2 separate regions of the Sus scrofa genome follow, and region 2 is linked to region 1. Evidence: chromatin contacts called from public HiChIP or PLAC-seq data. All regions are on one chromosome and are shown on one strand. The core of a region is the stretch at or near the end of the contact, and the rest is flanking DNA. Distances in the headings are between cores, read along the strand shown. Region 1 overlaps CNIH3 (protein cornichon homolog 3). Region 2 has its middle 16 kb from the start of LBR.

Region 1 (3,132 bases), core at 367-2,866:
CCCAAAGAAATAGCAAAAAGACAAAAACAAACAAACAAACAAACAAACAAAAAAAACCCTGCATCCTCATGGATGCTAGTCAGATTCTTTTCCACTGAGTCATGACAGGAACTCCAAGGAGTGGTCTTTTACTTCTGAACACAAAGATTTAGGGTCTGGTACAGGGTTTCAATGTTACTGAATCCAAGTTCATGGGCCCAACATACAGTGAGGCCAAACAAAGCAAAACGTCAGAGTTTAGAGCAGAGAAAGTTTATCGCAGGACCATGCAAGGAGAATAGGTGGTTCGTGCTCAGAAATCCCTGAAATCCCCACAGGGTTTTTTTGGCAAAGTGTGTTTAAAGGCCAGGCGAGGAAGAGGCATCCCAGGGAATCATTCATGCAGGATTCTCTGATTGGTTGACGTTGGGTGATTAATATTATCAATCCTTAGACACCTGTAGGTCTGAGGATGTGCTCATGATCATTGAGTAGTTAATTGCTTCCATTTGGTGGTAATTTTAGCATGGAAAAGCCTTTGTAAATATACATGAGGTACTGTTATCTGGGTACTTCAGAGAGGAGCTATGGTGGAGGATTTGGGGGAGGGGTCTGTCCAGGGAAGGTCCCATAGGATGCTGCTGGGTTATCTACCCCTAGGAGAGGGTTAGATGAGAGCTTAGCAATGCTGGGACCCGGGAAGTAACATCCTGTTACAGCTGTCATGGTCCAAGCTCCTACTGCTCACTGCATGACAGGCCATAAATTGAGAGAAGAGTTGTTGGGACAAGAAATAGCAACTTTATTCAGAAAGCTAGCAGACTGAGAAGATGATGGACTGGTGTCCCAAAGAAGCATCTTACCTGAGTTAGAATTCAGGCTTCTTTTATACTAAAAGGGGAGGGGGTGTGGTTGGTTGTTGCAAACTCTTGGTGTTGGAATCCTTTGTTCTTGCAGCTCTCTACATAGGACAGGTCACCTTGTTCCTGTAAACTTACAGCAAGACAAATGTTTTCTCTTTTCTGCAACTTTTTAATCTCTGTATGAATGGGAAAGTGTTATACCTTTAAAGGTCAGAGCCTTGAGAATGGCTATCCTGTATATTTCAGGTTATAGGCAACATTCTTAACTTGATGCAAAAGAATAGAAAACAAAGGTTAAAGTAAAAGAAACAGATCCAACATAGAGTCAGATATGTTTTTCCCTATTACAGAGCAAGCAAGTCCTATACTGGGCAGGGTGGCTGAGGATGGATGCTGGTTGTACAAACCACATGGATATGAAAGGAACAGGAAAGACAGCAGAGATGCCCACAGGGTTATCTCTGGACTTCCTTTAGAAACCAGACCCACAGAAGCAGAAGTAAGTTCCCGTTGTTGCAACTGGTGGGGCTACAGCTGCTAATGTGCTTCCTGTCCCTGGTGTTGCCGAAATCTTGGCTGCCTCTCTACACCGATGCCAAACAGAAATGCAGAGACAGAGCTGGAGGAAACAGAAAAAGTACCTTTAATTGCCAAGCAAAGAGTGGAACAGCAGGCTAGTGCCTAGAGGACTGTGGGACCCCCTCCACTGGAGGGGGTCGGGCGGAGTCTTCTAGTGTTTGAAGAGCCGGGTGTGGTCAGCTCATGCACAATTTCCTGATTGGTGGGTGATGAGGTCATTGGGTGTCAGCGTCATCAACCTTCTGGTTCCAGCCAGTCTGGGGTCTATGAGCTTGTGGCCAGCATGCACTTGACTTCTTCCACCCGGTGGGGGCTTCAGCACCTGCAAAACAGCTCCAGGGACCTGGCTCAGAATAGTACCTATAGTCTTTGGAAAAGGACGGAAGGTCCTTGACTTTGCTGAATGGCTAAATTATTATTCCTGTTTTCCTTTTTCTCTGTATTTTCTCACTTCTCTTATTAAATTGGCTCTTTAAAGTTTTTCTATAGATAAAAAGCAGGAGGAGGCCATGAGTGGGGGTCCTGCTCGGTTACACTGGTGGGGATGGTGGCCCCGGACGCCAGCTTCTGTTCTCTGCCAACCTGCCTGGCAGGTCTCAGCAGCTCTGGCCGTGCAGGAGTGGAGAGGGCAGAGGGGGTGGAAATGAAGCAGAAGCGGGAGGCTCCCGAGGTTTTCCTTTGCTAGTGGTGAGGCCAACGCGAGGAAAGGAAAACATTTTGTGCCAGCCCAGGTGAGTGACTGGCCGCATTTTTACAGATAAAAATACATGATTGATTAGGTTACGTTTTCTTCTCTCTCTCTCTTTTTTTTTTTGACTAATCTTGTTTCAAACCAGGGGGACCTCATCAAAAGCAACTGGAGTGTATTAGACCTTTCATCTGTATTTCCTGTTTTCCTTCCTTACATTGTAGGTCTGCATTTCTCAGACCACCATTGTACATGAGGAACAACTGGGTTTTAGGTATTTCTGCATTTTTTTTTTCTTCTGTTTTTTTTTTTGCTATTTCTTGGGCCGCTCCCGCGGCATACGGAGGTTCCCAGGCTAGGGGTCGAATCGGAGCTGTAGCCACCGGCCTACGCCAGAGCCACAGCCGCGTTTGCAACCTACACCACAGCTCACGGCAACGCCGGATCGTTAACCCACTGAGCAAGGGCAGGGACCGAACCCGCAACCTCATGGTTCCTAGTCGGATTCGTTAACCACTGCGCCACGACGGGAACTCCCGTTTCTGCATTTTTACTGATCCCTCTCACATACTTCTGACTTCCTTCTGGACGGCATCTGTTAAAGACGGTAGAAGACTGCAGTCTTCCACTTTCACTCTGAATGGCGAGGCTCTGTGAACGCAATGTAACCTTTTGAGTTTCTGTTGCTTTCTGACTCCTTTGCAAATCAGTGTGGAGGCCAGAGGCCTCCTGCAGGTCAGATGTTCATTCTGAACAATGTAAGGCTGCGGTGTTCTAGCCCCTCTTCCTTTATTAAACCTAAGCTTAAAGATTTGAGGTTGCTTTTGGATCATGTAGGTCCATGTCTCCTTGCCATGGAGTTTGTCTTTTTTTTTAATAGGATTTTCTATATGCTGACGATACAGTTTTTTCTTTTTTTACTTTGGTCATAAGCTAGGGATGGCCTCAATAGACACTTATTTTAGCCATTGTGTGAAACCTAGTTCTAAAACCAGCATCAGCAGATGTCCTGTGAAATTTAAT
Region 2 (3,133 bases), core at 517-3,016, 550 kb after region 1:
CAGGGGCTGCTCAGGCCCGAGAAAAATCCTCCTTCCTGTGTTCCTGTCCCACTGAAAGCTTCAGGACTCCCCATGAATGTACGGGGTGAGGAGGGGTCTCCAGAAATCAAACGTCCCCCTCAAGAAGGTACAGGCTCGAAGTCAGATTAGTTTAGGAAAATGATGCTTGTTGTGATACAAGCGTAATAGACATCCTAACTTTTACTCCCAAAGGCAATTCTTTGCAAAGAGGATGAGGAAGCAGAAGGAAACTGGAGGGGAAGGTACAGCTCGGTGTCCGGCACCAGGACACCAACAGGATTAAGCCATGCCCCTTCAGTGGCCTCTGCTTCATTCCCCCCCACCCCCGGGTGGCAGGCATCATCAGAGCTGACTTCTGTTGAGCGCTTATTGCGTGCCCGCACTTACAGAATTGAAATCTCTGCCTGTGTTGTTTAATCCTCATGACAACCCCATGAGGTAGGTATTATTATTATCACTCCTATTTTGCGGATGCCTGATTGAGGCACAGAGAGGTTGGGTCACTTGCCAGGTCACACGGCCAGCGCAGGCTGAGCCACCTTCTCTCCGGGGCTCTTGTGCTGCCCCCCGAGAGACAAGGGGGTCACGGTGAACTGGATGGACACCACGAACACCCCCGAGGTGTCTTCTACCCTCGGCCAGCCCCCTCCCAATGACTCGACAAGTGACCAGGGAGGGCAGGAGGAGGAAGGTGGATGGGTTGTTCTTAGGGACTGTGCGTGTCACAGTTTGCACAACACTCGCACATGTCCTCATCTCAGCCTCCCCACAACTGCCAGAGGAAACAGAGACCCAGGAAGGAGGTGACGGGCTGGAGCCACTGCAGCCGCTGAGAGCGGAACCCATCCAGGGTCCTGGGGGTGCTTCTCGCTCCCCTCAGCCTTGGCAAGTTCAGGGGATGCTGCTGGCCCCGTTGGTGCAGCAAAGACAGATTGTGTTTGTAGCTGCCCCGGGTGTATAAGCATCAACTACGCGGGAGGCCTTTCTGAGCCAGTGTTAAGTTCAAGTTCCCCACGTCCTGACGCTATAGGACAGGAGCGGGGACCCGTGCTCCGCTTCAAGAGCTTGCACTCACCTGCTGCGTTTGCCTCCGGGGAGCCGCCCTTTCTGTGGCTTGGGCGTTTGAGCTCATTTCCTGTCCCAGCTCCCCTCCCCCCACCCGCTCCCCGCACTCTTCCCTCCCCCACGGTCCCGGCCCCTCTCTACTCGAGGATGCGCGCGTCCTTCAGCAGAGGATGGGTGTGGCCGGGGCGGGGGCGGGGCTGTGGAGAAGCGACTCGCCCCGCCCCCCGGGGGGCAGGAGGCGAAGGCGGGGCGGGGGCGGGGCTGAGGAAGCCTCGCCCCCTTCGCGGAAGTGGCGCCAGGATGAAGGTGCGGGCGGAAAGGCGCTAAGGGCTGGAGAGCCAGCCTCCCAGGGAAGGATCAGAGGCTTGCGATTGACTGGCCCCCTTGGAGAAGAGAAAGATAAGGAGCTTTCTGGGGCACCTGCTCCAAGGAAAGGACATTGTTCTTTTAAAACATGCGTTTGCGTTTGAAGCATGCGTTTCAAACAAGAAGGAGAAAACGTGAACTTTAGCAGGGGACCTGCAAGTTAAGTCTACCAAGTTAGACTCACAAGCACATCCCAAGGTTCAGGAAACTGAGAGCTACAAGGTGGAGATGAGACGACCTCCTGCCCCGGGCCTGACATGGCCAAGCCCCACGTCCGGGTGAGTGGTCCCAGTGAAAAGCAACGATCGTTGGGGTGGCTTGGAAAGAGCTTCTCCAAAACCAGATACCTTCTTCGAAGGCTCCTTCCAGAAACACGCAGGAACCAAAGCCCGGGCAGGAAGTGCCTCGCGCTCCTCTTCATCCCTGTGGACGAGGTCTTTAAAGACCCCGGAACCTTCCTGCCAGGATCAGGAGGGTTTGCACCAGGTGATCCCTGAGGGTCTTCCCACCCCGTGATTTGAACCCCCCAGATTGAGTGCATAAAATGCAATGAGAAGGAGGGAGGACAGACTTGAAGAGGGCTTATTTTAAAAGTGCCCACACCCACTAATTAGCTGCATTTTCACCAGTTCACACTCAAATCTGAGACATGCGTTGCTGGCCCTTGTGCAATTCCTCTGGCTTCACCAGGCCTCCATATCCGCACCCATCCCCCTGGATTTATTCAGGTCTCTGCCTGAGGGTCCCTTAGAAAAGTCTTTCCCGACCCCCTGTTCTAACAGATAAAAAAGTCTTTTTATAGTATAGGTATGTCCCATGCAATGTTTGGGAACGACCTGTACTAAAAAATTGTTGTGACCCTGAAACTGAAATTGAGCTGAGCATCCTGTATTTTTATTTGCTAATCAGATCCTAAGGCAGGGGGACTCTGCACTCCTGACCTCCTGACTGGAGGTCCTTTTGCCAGTTGGAGTTTCCAGGGACAGCAGGCAGGGCTACAGGGGCCACCCCTGCACCAGCCCTGCCCCTCCCGCCAATGGAAGGCAGATCCTCTTCTGGGGAGGGTCCTGTGGACCTGCAGAGTTGTGTGTGGTTCTCTGGGCTGGTTATGAGTTAAGTGCATTCTTCTCCCTCCTTTGCCCGGCTTCCCACCCCAGATGCTCAGGTATTCTACCTGAGTCCCCAGGAGATCACACACTGCAATCAACTCCATACACAGACGTAGGTACAGGACGCTCAGGTAACTGCTCCACGCAGATGTCAGGAAGGCTGAGATTTTCCCCTGCTCCTCAAGGGTTCTTTTGATTGCTCTATAATGAAATTGACACAAGACAGATAACTAGGAGAAAGAAACAATTTAATTTGTATGCGCAGAGGTCTCATGGAAATGGGATTCCCAAAGTGACCAAAGCAGGCTTTTTTTTTTTTTTTTTTTTTTTTGACTTTTTAGGGCCTCACCCGCAGCACATGAAGTTTCCAGGCTAGGGATCTAATCGGAGTTGCAGCTGCCTGCCTACACCGCAGCCACAGCAACTTGGATCCCACACCACAGCTCAAGGCAATGCCGGATCCTTAACCCACTGCTCGAGCCCAGGGATCGAATCCACATCATGGATATTAGTCGGATTCATTACCGTTGAGGCACGATGGCAACTCCAGGGCGTACTGTTATGGGGTCTAA

The links. HiChIP or PLAC-seq counts read pairs in DNA pulled down with a chosen protein or histone mark.
Region 2: a contact with region 1 is called in an H3K27ac HiChIP or PLAC-seq map of alveolar macrophages. The contact joins two enhancer-like sites. A contact is called at or near these places in 5 of 5 promoter capture datasets (fetal liver, fetal skeletal muscle, liver and 1 more) and 2 of 2 datasets of contacts at active chromatin or transcription factors (alveolar macrophages and skeletal muscle).

What each region holds. Positions count from the first base shown.
Region 1 is chr10:12,884,540-12,887,671 of Sscrofa11.1, forward strand. The region is part of intron 4 of CNIH3 (protein cornichon homolog 3); the gene reads left to right. Among named protein-coding and RNA genes, the nearest start is that of WDR26, 130 kb to the left of the region's middle. Within about 2 kb of position 1,617, at least 23 of the 83 cell types and tissues checked have an H3K27ac peak or open chromatin away from gene starts, as enhancers often do. A contact at or near this core is called in alveolar macrophages, where this site is marked.
Region 2 is chr10:13,431,000-13,434,132 of Sscrofa11.1, forward strand. No RefSeq gene overlaps it. Among named protein-coding and RNA genes, the nearest start is that of LBR, 16 kb to the left of the region's middle. Within about 2 kb of position 1,767, at least 48 of the 83 cell types and tissues checked have an H3K27ac peak or open chromatin away from gene starts, as enhancers often do. A contact at or near this core is called in alveolar macrophages, where this site is marked.